Linked DNA regions of Mus musculus: region 2 is linked to region 1. Evidence: chromatin contacts called from public targeted proximity ligation data. All regions are on one chromosome and are shown on one strand. The core of a region is the stretch at or near the end of the contact, and the rest is flanking DNA. Distances in the headings are between cores, read along the strand shown.

What was found.
Region 2: a contact with region 1 is called in a targeted proximity ligation map of memory CD8 T cells, with 512 read pairs. A contact is called at or near these places in 1 of 39 promoter capture datasets (liver), 22 of 484 Hi-C or Micro-C datasets (CD8 T cells, CD8 central memory T cells, ECoMG-derived neutrophils and 16 more), 13 of 130 datasets of targeted methods (CD8 T cells, the SCID.adh cell line, bone marrow-derived dendritic cells and 7 more) and 4 of 9 other capture datasets (adipose tissue, bone marrow-derived macrophages, liver and 1 more).

What each region holds. Positions count from the first base shown.
Region 1 is chr19:11,046,629-11,053,692 of GRCm38.p6, forward strand. It overlaps AW112010 (expressed sequence AW112010), which reads right to left and starts at 3,938. Exons shown (of 3, transcript NR_102366.1): 1 at 3,760-3,938; 2 at 1,651-1,764; 3 at 984-1,465.
Region 2 is chr19:11,103,906-11,110,969 of GRCm38.p6, forward strand. Ms4a20 (membrane-spanning 4-domains, subfamily A, member 20) reads right to left here. Exons shown (of 7, transcript NM_027058.1): 4 at 6,403-6,456; 5 at 1,772-1,891. Among named protein-coding and RNA genes, the nearest start is that of Ms4a20, 23 kb to the right of the region's middle.

The sequences.
Region 1 (7,064 bases), core at 2,688-5,187:
TTAGAGAAAGATCTGTGTGATCCACTCAGAAGGGGTAGGTAGGGGAAGGAGCCTTCAGCAGGTGGTCTGCTACAGAACTAGAGATAAGACCTGGGAATTGATTTGGAAGGAGCTGAGGGAGGGGTGAAGACCTGCCTGCTTCCCTGGCTGCAGTTACATCCTGTTTTCTTCATGACAAGATAAAAATTTCTGCTGAAGAAAGTTCTTTTTGTTCATTTGTTTACAGCAGTTTCCCTTTCCCTTCATGTTCTCCCACCATGCTCCCACCCAACTTAAACTATCCTATAAAAATCTAAACTCTCAAGCCCAGTATGGCAGAACATCCTTTAAGTCAGGAGGCAGAGGCCGTCAGATCTCAGAGTTCGAAGTCAGCCGAGTCTACAAAGCAAGTTCCAAGGCAGCCAGGGCTGTTACACAGAGAAATCCTGTCACAAAACAAAACAAAACAAAACAAAACAAAACAAAACAAAACAAAACAAAACAAAACAAAACAAAACAAAACAAAACGGAGCAAATCAAAACAACCCCCATAAACTGCTCTCCCTTCTCCTGGAGATAGTTCTGCAGTTCACACTTTTGTTCTTTATCTTCTGTGCTGCTTCAGTGGTCCTGCTGTCTCATAAACTTTATAAGGACAGCATTTAACTGTTCCCTTGGATCATTTCTCTCCCTAGAGCCCTTCCAAATGCTGGGCTCCTTATTAAAAGGAAGATCCTATTGGCAGCCTTAAATGACACAGTGATATGTTGCCCCCTTAACCAGCCTGGCTCTTTATTTGCCCTATCCCTCACTTGTACCAACACCAGACAGAATAAGCCACATGCATCAGTGTGTCCCTTCTTTCTCTCCCTCATGCTGTGGCGTGTAAGGGGAAATTGCCTACATGGTATCTCTGTGGAAGCCAAAAGTGTCTGTAAGTCAAGGACTGCATCACAACACCCACCATCCCCCACTTCTCTTCTATGAGTAGAGCCTCACACATATCAAGTGCACAATCGAAATTTATTATGTGACTGAATGATAACAAGTAAAAGTGGATGACTTGGGAGTTTTTCTATCTCACAAGTTCACAAGCAGAAAAACAAGCACATGGTATGTATATTAAACCATGCTCATGGATGTTGACCACACAGTGCTTGGTTCCCATCTTAAATTTCCATTTTCTCAGCAGAGAGAAAGAATTTTGTGGTATTTGGGTTCAATCAAGTCCTAATAGAGGCAAGGCAAGTGTCTACTTCTGAGCTCCACGTATACCACTGAATACACTCTGTGAAAGATAGCTCCCTCAGTCTTCTAGGGAAGGAAGAAGCAGATGATGCACATCTAGAAGGAAGAGGACTTATTTTGGTCTCTAGTTTTGCTTCTTTAAAGACTGGATCTCTCCTGAACGACCCAGTGGGTGGCTTTTTCCACTTGAGGTTTCCAGTGTGTTTGTCATGACGACCTGGGTCTGGTATATATGTACCTAGGGAATATAGAGACAGCAAGGCTTAGTAATAAGGATGCAAAAAAGATGTGCAAACCTGTAGGATTCAGACACTGTGCGATTCCTCCTTACTCTAGGCAGGAAGCCAAAAACAGGAAGTCCCTTCTAGAGACCTACCCTCTTAGCAAACATATTTCCACCCACCAGAGAGCCCCAGCACTCACATCATTGGCTTGATGGCAGAAGACTTTAACGACGTTCTTAGAAGACTTATACGCCAGGTATTGTTGCATCAGGCAGATGATGAGCACACCACCAAAGATAAATATCAGAGGGATCTGGAAGCAGATCAGATGAATAGGACGTGAATACTGACCTGAAATGTCTGAGTTTGAACTGTGGCTTTGCAATAGACCATGTTTATGGCTTTGGTAATTCTCCCATTCTCTCTCAAGTTCATGGGTAAAAAGTCTCTCTGAGTCTTTGGGAGTCTCCAGGGTAGATGAAAAAGAATGGTTACTTTACTCCCTTTCAGCCAGTGCCTCAGGAAAGAAGAACCATTGCTGAGGTAAGCTCCTTGGTATTTCCTCAGAGAGAGGCAGGAAGCCTTAAGGGTGTGTTTTGTACTGGGAGAAGGAAAAGGCTGGGAGCCTGTTACCTTCCAGAAAGAGACTGCCCACAGTCTGACTACTTTGCAGAAGGGTCTGGAGCTGAGGCAGTGAAGGTGAGTAAGACCACAACTTGATTAGGAAAAACACCCATGGAAGGAGTTACAGAGACAAAGTTTGGAGCTGAGACAAAAGGATGGACCATCTAGAGACTGCCATACCCGGGGATCCATCCCATAATCAGCTTCCAAATGTTGACACCATTGTACACACTAGCAAGATTTTGCTGAAAGGACCCAGATGTAGCTGTCTCTTGTGAGGCTATGCCGGGGCCTAGCAAACACAGAAGTGGATGCTCACAGTCAGCTATTGGATGGATCACAGGGCTCCCAATGGAGGAGCTAGAGAAAGTACCCAAGGAGCTAAAGAGGTCTGCAACCCTATAGGTGGAACAACAATATGAACTAACCAGTACCCCCCCCCGGAGCTCATGTCTCTAGCTGCATATGCATCAGAAGATGGCCTAGTCGGCCATCAGTAGAAAGAGAGGCCCATTGGTCTTGCAAACTTCATATGCCTCAGTGCAGGGGAACGCCAGGGCCAAGAAGAGGGAGTGGGTGGGTAGGGGAGTGTGGGGGGGAGGGTATGGGGGACTTTTGGAATAGCATTGGAAGTGTAAATGAAGAAAATACCTAATTAAAATAAAATAAAAATTAAAAAAAAAAAAAAGAAATTCTTCGCTTTGCATACCTCTGGCTCTTTATTTAAACTCCATGTTAGAAACTGAGTGATAAGCCCAGGTGGGGCCAAGTCACTGGACCCCTTTGCTCTGCTTCTCAATGAAGTCACAATGAATTCATTTTTTTCTACCTTCCACTCTTATTTGTTTAGTTGGCCCATTAAGGACTGGGTAGATGAATCTGGATTGCTTGAGCCTGGACTCTGACCCTGACAATTCTAGGTGCAGTCTGGAGCAAAACAGAGAGGCTCCTCTGGGTAAGAGTAGGATGTGAGGTCATGGACAAGAACAGTCAGAAAAGTGAGATGGTTAAAGGCTAGAGGGGGAAGGCAAAGCTAACATGGAGAGAGCAGGGCCTGTATCAAATGTTTTTTTCTAGGGCAGAGGAAGATTCTAACTACATACAGGGTGCCTCATCTTCAGAAGAGGGTACAGACTCCTGCCATTGTTCTGAGCTTTTAGAGAAAGCTAGATCATTAAAAAGTCTGCTGGGCTGGAACAGAGCTATTTTAAAAGGGGAAGGAATTAAGGCCTCTGCACGTTGAGAAAAAGTCAGTGAAGTGATCCACAACTGAGGAGAAAATCAGAAAGAACTTACACAGGAGGACCCAGGAGAAACTTACGCTTAAGTCCTTTGCTTTGTCCTTTCCAGATATTTCCGTGTGCGTGTGTGTGTGTGTGTGTGTGTGTGTGTGTGTGTGTGTGTATTTCCCGCAGCGCCTGGCTGGCCCTTCATATGCCTACCTAGTGCTGTCTCCTCTCTACATCCCAGGCTTAGAATTGAGTTCTGTGGTGTCAGACAGGAGATACCCACCCCACAAGAACTATATCTTCCTGGAAAAACAGACTTAGAAATAATAACAAACTAAATGCAAGCTTTCAAAGACAGAAGGTGACACTCATTCTCTCCAGTAAGCTGGGATGAGGCCTTCCATGGGCCTTCTTACCCACTATAGATTTCCCCTTACAGATCAAGAGGTACTTACGGGAGACATCTTGCAGCTCAGGTTGTCTGCTAGACTCCTGCTGATCTTCTCTTTGGTTTTTTATATAAAGTTTGAGAATGTCAGTTTCACTTTCCCTTTGAATTGCTTTGGGGCACTATTTGCTAAACAGGAGTGGACTGAAAAACCCCGAGTCTGAGAGAAGTTTACACAATTAGTTGGCCTATCCCACAAACAAACAGGAAGATCTGCAAACACAGCCCAAGAGCCTTTTCCCACTTGGGAAATTCCTTGCTTGGAACACAGTACAGTGTTGCCTGAGACAACTGCTTCATCCTTGGCTATGGAAATAAGCAGACATAATATGATATTTCAATGATTTAAAGCAAATGCTGATTTTTTTTTTTTTTTTTTTTTGGTAAGAGTAACACAAGTACATGGGTCAGTGGATATTCTTCAGGGCTCTCTAGGATGTGGTTTCAGGCAGGACACAGGATTACACTCAAGCGTGTATCTCCTGTGTTTGCATTTTCATCGTGGGTTGTAGGTTAAAGAATTAGCAGATGTGAATACAAGGAGAGTTCACTATTATACTGCCAGAAGCCAGAGGCTAGGAGAAGCCTGGAGGAGACTCTCCTCCCAGTCCTCCTGAAGGATGGAGCCTTGCTGACACCCTGAACTCAGACTTCCTGCCTCCAGAACCAAGGGACAATAGGTTTAATGAGCTCTCCTGTTGGTGCCACCTTGTTATCGTTGCTAAAAAGCCCATAGAGTGTCTGTGAAAGATCTTGTGTAGTGACAGGGAAGCAGTCACTGCTGGCACAGCCAGCTGACTGGTCAGATTGGGAGTAATAGAGGTGACATGGAAATATAAGGAAGAGGAGGCAATCCCCAGCAGAGACAGAAGGCCCCGCTCTCCATAGGGTGTGGTCCTTTGAGTGAGACCCCCCCACCTCATAAATTAAAAGCTTGGTTCCTGGTTGGGAACTGTTTGGGAAGAATTAGGGGGTGTAGCTTTGCTGGAGGAGGTGTGTCCCACTGTGCACATTCTCTCTCTTATTCCCTCTCTCCCTTCCCCCGATCCCCTCTCTTCTTCCTCCGCAGGAAGTACACTCTTAACTACCGCTCCAGTGCCATGCCGGCCTGCTTGATGCCCTGCTTCCCATTATGATGATTGCAGACTGTAACTCTCTGAAACTGTGGGCCTCCAAATTAATTAATTAATAAATAAGTTAATTAATTAAAATCAGTGGCCTTGGTCATATGTCTCTTCAGAGCAATAAAAAACAAAACAAAACACAACAATGAAGATAGGTGGAGGTTATCAAGTTGACTGGCAGGTCAAGAGAGCTGTCACTCAACATTGATCTTGGTCCCTTGCCTCTGAGGAGGAGGAGTGAAGGGCTTTTAGACTGGGTTGTGAGGCTCCAGAATGGAGACCCATTCTCTGTGTCCTAGGGCTCTGAGAGGGTGAGTGTATTCTAACTCAAGGAACTCGGGACATCTTTGCACTTGGAGGAAATCAACTAAAGACTCTGAAAGAGCTTATAAGGATTCCGTTTTTTGATATTTACCACTGAATAAATGAAAGCAGAGATGACTAAGATGTATTTGTTAGTTGTTAGGCTAAAGCTATACATTTCATGTCAGCAGAAATAAGCATCTTTAGTGAAAAAAAAAAACCCTATTTTCCAAAATAAAAATTTAGTAAGAAGAGAATTAGTTTTTAGCAGTTGTGAGGGTGGGGAGGCGAAATATTTTTGCCTCCCCCAACACTAGGTTCACAAGTGAAGCCAGTGTAAAAAAAGACAGAACAAGAGAAAAGTATGCATATCTATACACTGTGATCTCCCCTCCCCTCTCTTTTATTTAAAAGAAAAATTTTGGAAGTACTTTGATTAAAAGACATTATTGCAAGCGTCACTGAAGAGCATTGTATTCTGTTTTAAATTTATTTTATTTTTCATACATGAATACTATATTTATATCATTTCTACCTTGTGCCCTCCAATTCCTTTGAAGTTCCCCACACTCCCTCTCAGGTTCATGACCCTGTTCTCTATAATTGTTACTCTCCTATGTAAGTAAATGTGGGTATTTCTGTGCTTGATTTATTGAAAATGTGAATAGTCATGAACTGGACTTAAAAAAAATTGATCTGGAGGCTGGAGAGATGGCTCAGTGGATAAAGGGTTTGGCTCCTCTTCCAGACTACCTGGGTTCAATTCCTAGCACCCACATGGTGACTCATAACCTGCTGGGGTCTAGCCTCTACACAGGATCAGGGGTCTCAGCTGGAAGCAGGGATATCTGGAAGGTGCATAATGAACACACAGGTAACATTTTCGGGTACAACCTAATGAGCAAGTCTCAAAGCTTGATCTCTCTGTCTCTGTCTCTCTCTCTCTCTTTCTCTCTCTCTCTCACATACTGCACTCTCCACTCTTCACACTCCCACACACCTCACACCTCTAATTTGCCCCAGTCTTTTATTGTTACTCCAAAAAGCAGGTAGAGAGACATTGTATAATCATTACCAGATGTATGAAGTTCAAAAGAATGACCACATCTCACAAAGAATTAAGAATTATGATTGTTCCTCAAAGTTCGAAGCTTTCCCTATTCTCAGCCCTATGGCCAAATAATAATTGCAAACTTATATTATTTAAACTTTAACTATTGACTTATACTTCAGAGCTCAAAGCTCTGAGGTTAGCTACGTGTGGTTTTCCCGTGAAGCTCTAACAATAAACAAGGGCAAAGGTGTCAGGCAGTGGTTAGAAAGAAACAGGCTAACCTTTAACTCTGCAGTTTCGCTAGCTTCTGCTTCTGCACATTGCACACAATGACTCAATAGATTTTTTGTTTCTGAACTAAAGTATCCTGTGTTCGTGTTCCTTTAGTCCACTTTTCCCTTATCCCATGACAGTGTCTCTTACACTAATAATTTTCATAGTTCCAGTAAATTCCTTCACTCTCTGGTGATGAACTCTGTATGACTTTAGCAGTACATGGCTCTGTTTCATTTTCTAATAATTTTTTCAAACGTTGCAAGTCAAACATTAATCTGAAACTACAATTGTGCAATTATTACATTGTTCCAAAAATGAGAGCGCACAGCATGCATGTGGGCCATTAGGACTGTGCTGGGCTATGCCCTATGCCTCAATTTTTGGTTGTTTAAGAATCATTACATTTGGCCAGTCCAGGGCCACCATGGGCATAAACTCAGAGGATGCTCCTACATTCCCCAGAGGATTCTCCACGCTGCAGGTGCCTTAGCATACCCAGGATCTTAGGATCACTGGTGAGTCCAACACAACATCTGTTCCAAGGCAACTGTGAGG
Region 2 (7,064 bases), core at 2,851-5,350, 57 kb after region 1:
CCTAGTTGCTCAGAAGGAGGGTACTTCCCTCTTCAAATTTGGGAAGCCCCTTGAATTATAGCAGCACTATTCCATGTGTCTTTATATTCAAATGGCCATCTTTCTCAGACACCAACCTTCCTTCTTATAAGAGTACCAGTAATATGGTCTCTCCATATAAGCCCTTCTCCATTGTGACCTTAATTTAACTTAACTAATTATATCTGTAATGACTCCATTAATAAAAGTCACATTTGCACATATTAAAAAACACAACTCAACCTATAATTTTGCTTCTAGCCCCTCCAAACTGATGTCCTTTCTATGTGCAAAACATATTCACCTCATCTCAACATCTTTTCTGATTTTAAGTTATTACAGCATCAATTCTGAGTCCAAACTCTCCCTAAATATCATACAGTCAAGAAGCACTAAATCCTTCTTGAAATCAATTGTAGGAAAGACTTATACTGTGGTTTAGTAGGGACCAAAATTTCTCTGTCCTCGTGGACTCATGAAGCCAGAAAGAAGTAATTCACAGCCAAGATCCAAAATGGAGCAGACAGGATATACTCCCAAAGTGGGAAATTTAAAAAGGAGGAGAAGCTCTCAGGGCCTATTCACACCCACAACCCAGTGGAGTTACAGTTTGGTAGATTTAAAGGCCTGAAAATAATTCTCAGTGTCTTGTCTCTGGGGAACTTGTTTGCCCTCCAGGACAGTGGCTCCACCCTACTAGCCCTCTGGGACGATGTTGTTATCTCGGCCTACACCGCATGGAAAATTAAAATATTTTACAACTCGAAATGTGTAAGCTTCCATCTCTTCATTTCCTAGTTTTCTTTCTTTATGTAGTTAATACATAACTTTTAAATGGTGGTTTTCATAATTTTATGCTTATGCATTTATTGCTGACTTACCTTTCTACATAACAAGAATATGTGGCTACTTAAATTATCTTTGAAATAGATAGCCGATTGAGTTGGTATTATTTAAGTTTCATTTTCACCAAACTGACTAATATGACCTCATCCTCTCAATATGTTGTAGGAACCGGAGGAGAAGAGCCCTGCTGTGAGACAGTGTATCCTAGAAATGACAGGGAAGCTGCACCCATGAAATCTCAATGACACAGCTGCCTAAAAAGGCCAGTAAAATGATGATGCCAGCTGACATGCCAGTAGAGGTGGAGGAAATTTCACAAGTCCAACTCCCAACAGGTGACCAGTGCTGAGAGAGGGAAAATCAAATCAATCAAATCAAATACTCAGTGATAGACTCCTGATAGGTCACCCAACGTCAAGTGGTCAGCCTTAAATACATATATGCATGAGTAACACTGAATGGACTCAATAGTTTACAAACAATAATGATTGCAGGAGAAGAGGTCATGAAGCTAAGAGAAAGGAGAGGAGGAGAGGTGGAATAGAATGAGGTAAATATACTGTACTCATGTATGAAATTCTCAAAAACTATTTTTTGGGGGGTCTGGATATGCACATCAGGTTTCCTCTATCTCAACTGTTTCTGCTACAAGCTGGTGATTTTTTTCTTTGTATAAATACTACGTGATTTTATTATAATACCATAATAATAACTTTTGGTATTTACTTCGGCAAGTTCTCTGGCCCTTCCCAACAATTATATGACTTCTAGGATTTCGTAGCAATTTCCAAACTAGTGTTCTTCTATCCATACGTATTTTAGAGCAATTTCATTGTGTGCCATTTGTAATATTTTTTTCAGTTCTATCTAACACTATTATTGAGTTATTATTAAAATTGGTACTTACATTTGACCAAATGTATTCAGTTCCTATTGATTCAAAAATTGGAAATTCATATCCAAGTAGAATTAAACCAAATATAGCCACGAAGATACTTATGATGTTTGTTATAATTGCAAACATATGCTGCAATAGATTAAAAAAATAAAAAGAAGTCATGGATAGAATAAACAGATTTAGAGCACTATTTACTGTGTGTGTATACATGGGGATTCTCTATCTTTCATCTCACCCTAGACATAGTAGGATTGCAGGTGTGGTCCTGTGTCTGACTTGCATTAGTTCTGGGAATTTTAGTTCAGGTCTTCATGATTGTGCAATGACCATTCTACCTACTTAGCCATCTCTCTAACTCTCTTGTCCGAAAAACAACTTGTAAAATCTAACATTTTGTAAGTGTATTAAGTGTGGTTACTATCAAAACTTCACTCCAAACTTGTCTAGAAGTTAGTAGCATAAAAAGTTTTTATTTTACAACACGTTTCACAGTACACGTGCTCGTCAGGATGTCATTATATACAGTGTCTGTAATGTGCTAAGCGTCAGAAGGTTACAACAGGGACTGGATAGATGACTCAGTGGTTAAAAGCATTGACTGCTCTTCCAGAGGATCCAGGATCAATTCTCAGTACCCACACAGCAGCTCACAACTGTCTGTAACTCCAGTGCCAGGGGATCTGGTGCCCTCTTCTGAGGACACTATATTCACATGATGCACAGATACATATGCAGACAAACCACCTCCATACACAAAAAAGAAACCTTAGAGTAATGATAATGGGGGAGAAAAGTTATATTCTGTTTGTTATGTAATGAATTTTAATAAATGCCATGATATCAACAGGTTTCAAGTTCAGGAATTTTCAGGCTTATTTGTGCCACTTCAGTATTTAAGTCCCAGTTTCCCTTGAAAAGCCACCAAACTCTTTTAAGGGACCCGAAGGACACTGTATGGACTATGAAGGAAGGTGTCTCATTGAGGAGGAGCTGAACCATGAGTTGTGGTCATGGGAAGAGGGAGTGATTTAACAGCAAATCAAAGCAAAGGACTTAAAGGGACACAGGAATTTCAAGTTGCGTAGCAGGAAGTTCTCTTCCTATTTTAAAGACTTTCTTCATTCATTTATTTCTTCTCCCATTTTCATGCTCGCATAAACAAGCATGTGTGTGTGTGTGTGTGTGTATACATACATGTACTTGTGCATGAATGTGTGCATGAGAAGGCCTGAGGTCCATCTTATTCACTGAGGCAGAGTCTCCCAGTCAAGCCCAGAATCCACTGATCTGGTTAGTCTTACTATCCAGCTTGTTTTGGGGATCCACTGCCTTCTGAGGATGCAATGGCAGGTGACCTTTATATGTGTTTCAGATATCTGGACTCTGCTCTCATGTTAGTTCAGCAAAGGGCTTTAACAAACCACCAAGTCATCTCCTTTGTGCCTTCCTTGTCAGTTTAAGTTTTAGTGAAATTAGTTTTAATTTTAAGCGTCTGCTATGAAAACCAGGAGGAAATCCCACTCTGTTCGATCCATGGGCGGCCATGGCTGGCCCAATGAAGCACTTCTTCTAAGGATGAAGAATCTAAATCCTATCGGGTGTGCCAGTGCACATCTTTAAACCCAGCACTGGGGAGGCTGAGGCAGGCAGATCTCTGAGTTCGAGGCCATCCTGGTCTGTAAGAGAATTTCAGGACAGCCATAGCTACACAGAGAAACCCTGTCTCAAAAAGCCAAACCAAACCAAACCAAACCAAACCAAACCAAACCAAACCAAACCAAACCAAACCAAACCAAACCAAACCATCTCTAAATCCTAACAGGCATCTATTATATTTACTCACTCCTTCCACTAAGAAGATATTTATAAAAAGTAGTAAGCTTATGTGAATATAAAAACACTGGAATGATGCCAGCTGCTTCCAGAGAAGGGACCAGGCTGGCTTTGCATAGAAAAGAAACGTAGGCTTTGCTCCTTAAGGTAGTATGGAGAGGAAGGGGGCTGGCAGAGGTGTTTAGGTTTACCAAAGGCTGCAGACTGTGGCTTGGAAATGACACTTAGACTCTATACACAACCATGCTTCAGGAAAAAGAAGCAACATGCTTGGTGAATTTTTTGAAAACCAGCCAAGGGGCCATATTTACTTCTATCTGCTACCATGGCTGTGCCACAACAAAACCAGCCTTCACACAGAAACAGAAACTGAATATGAGCTGGCACTGAGTCAGGAACTAGCAAAATCTCAAGAGGACTGTCAAGGTTTTGAGGTCAACTGTGTTAGTTACTGCTCTGGAAGTGCAACGCCAGATATTTAGCTCTGTGTACACATGCTTGCACAATACTTTGGGGTTACGAGCTTAGAACAAAGACTCGGAAGGAACATGATGTTAACAGTGACTGCTTAGGTGGTGGTAAAAAGGCAAGGAAACCAGACTCTGGTTCCCCACAATCATAGTTGGCAAACTTCTTCTCAGCAAAGTGGCCTCTGCTCTTTGGGGAAAAAAAACTTTAGCTGAAAGAGAGAGCAAAGTTTGTTTTAGACTTTCTCCGTGAAGTTCTGGCTGTTCTGGAACGTGGTCTGTAGAATAGAGTGGCCTTAAACCCACAGAGATCTGCCTACCACTGCCTCCTAAGTGTTGGGTTTACAGGCGTGTGAACGAAGTTTTTAGCTTGCTAGTGTTCTCCGTGTTTGCTCAGGTTAGTAAAGTACTTTGCTCAGGGTTGCACAGCTAACATGGGAACCTTCAGAACCAGAATCCATGTATGTGAGCTTCCAGAGTTGTGACTAACCATGATGGGCGAGCAGAAGTGGGCAGGGCACTGTGCCCCACTGGGGTGTTCTGATTGCTGCTGCTGCTTCTTCTTCTTCTTCTTCTTCTTCTTCTTCTTCTTCTTCTTCTTCTTCTTCTTCTTCTTCTTCTTCTTCTTCTTTTCTTCTTCTTCTTCTTCTTCTTCTTCTTCTTCTTCTTCTTCTTCTTCTTCTTCTTCTTCTTCTTCTTCTTCTTCTTCTTCTTCTTCTTCCTTCTTCCTTCTTCTTCTTCTTCTTCTTCTTCTTCTTCTTCTTCTTTTCTTCTTCTTCTTCTTCTTCTTCTTCTTCTTCTTCTTCTTCTTCTTCTTTCTTCTTCTTCTTCTTCTTCTTCTTCTTCTTCTTCTTCTTCCTTCTTCTTCTTCTTCTTCTTCTTCTTCTTCTTCTTCTTCTTCTTTTCTTCTTCTTCTTCTTTTCTTCTTCTTCTTCTTCTTCTTCTTCTTCTTCTTCTTCTTCTTCTTCTTCTTCTTCTTCTTCTTCTTCTTTTCTTCTTCTTCTTCTTCTTCTTCTTCTTCTTCTTCTTCTTCTTCTTTTTCTTCTTCTTCTCCTTCTCCTTCTTTCTACTTCTCCTTCTCCTCCTCCTCCTTCTTCTTCTCCTCCTCCTCCTCCTCTTCTTCTTCTTCTTCTTCTTCTTCTTCTTCTTCTTCTTCTTCTTCTTCTTCTTCTTCTTCTTCTTCTTCTTCTTCTTTTCTTCTTCTTCCTTCTTCTTCTTCTTCTTTTCTTCTTCTTCTCTTCTTCTTCTTCTTCCTTCTTCTTCTTCTTCTTCTTCTTCTTCTTTTTCTTCTTCTCCTTCTCCTTCTTTCTCCTTCTCCTTCTCCTCCTCCTCCTCCTCCTCCTCCTCCTCCTCCTTCTTCTTCTTCTTCTTCTTCTTTTTCTTCTTCTTCTCCTTCTCCTCCTCCTTCTTCTTTTCTTCTTCTTCTTCTTCTTCTTCTTCTTCTTCTTCTTCTTCTTCTTCTTCTTCTTCTTCTTCCTCTTCTTCTCCTTCTTCTTTTGTATTCTGATGATGTTCTATAGACCCACAGATGATAGTTCTCTTTCCATGGGTTATTTTTTCTCACCCTCTTTATTAACAGTCATATGTCATGTCCTCTCCCCTCCCCACTTTTCTTTGTCAACTTGACACCAGCTAGAATTATCTGGGGGAAAGAATCTCAAGTGAAAAATATGCTTTTGTCACATTTTCTGTAGGCAAGTCTCTGGATTAATGATTGATGTGGGTAGGACCAGATCACTTAAGGACAGGTAGTGCCACCCCTGAGCAGGTGGTCCTGGGTTGTATAAGGAAGTGGGCTGAGAAAATCACAAGAGACAAGCCAGTTAGCAGCATTCCTCCATGGTCTCTGCTTCAGTTCCTGCCTCTAGCTTCTTGTCTTGAGTTCTTCCACTGATAGAGTGTGTCCTAAAGAGTATAAGATGAAATAAACCCTTTCCTCTCCATGCTGCTTTTAGTCATGATGTTTCATCACAGCAATAGAAACCCGCCTAAGGCACTGACTAAATACCTTCAAACTTCCATAACTTTCTTTCTCAGCTTCAAGAGCTTTGTTTGGAGATTAATACCCCCCTTTAGATGCTTAGAAGCCACGTAGGGATTCATTCCATGGAAACTGTCACATCTGTCTCCTTATTTGCCCATTAAGCACTCCTTTTCCCACCCCCCAAAAAAGACACACTGAGGTGTGTTTTTAGAAAAATTCAGTGATTTTTTTTTTTCTGAGCATTTGGAAGAAGCTTTCTCACTCCCCCTTCCAAGTCTCAGAATCATCAATAGCTCTTCTTCTTTATGTCATAAAACATTTCTGTCTTTGGGGTTATGTCCAGCTTTCCCACATACCTGAAATACTGAAGAAATACCCTGAGTTATACTGCTGGATCCTGAGTTGATGAACTGTGGGAAGAAATTTGTGTTGAAACACCCACACTGTTTTATCCATCCCCTCAACAGATTCTATTCCTGATACTACTGTTTTTTTGGATGTCTAGACTATCCCTGAGTTTTAGGAAGAAAGGGGCATTGAAGTGAAAAAAAAAACTATCTTGGTTCTAAGGGATCCCCTAAATAAGTGGTTCTACTTTTTTCTGTTAGAGAGATGAAAAGATGTTTAAAAGTTGATGGTCATTCATGCGATCAACATGTAGGTGATGGGACTCAGGAATTTCTCAATAATTTTATGAGGGACAAATAGTGAATCCTCGGCCACACTTTGATGTTCAGTTAGCAAGTTAATGACCTGAGGTATTATAGAATAAGATGGCTAGTACGGCAGCTCTCATCCATGGGAATCCTCTTTCCTCTCAAAATATTCTAGGGGAAAAAAAGATCACTACAAAATAGTTTCAGAATACATTTGATCTGAAAATCAAATGGCTTTAATTTAATTTATTTATTTATGGCTGTTTCCTCAATCACTGTGATGTCTGTGACCTACTGGGAACTAGCTGAAAGCATGGCTATTTGTGGTTATTTTTGCATTAACTTTTCTTCCCGTGGTATGT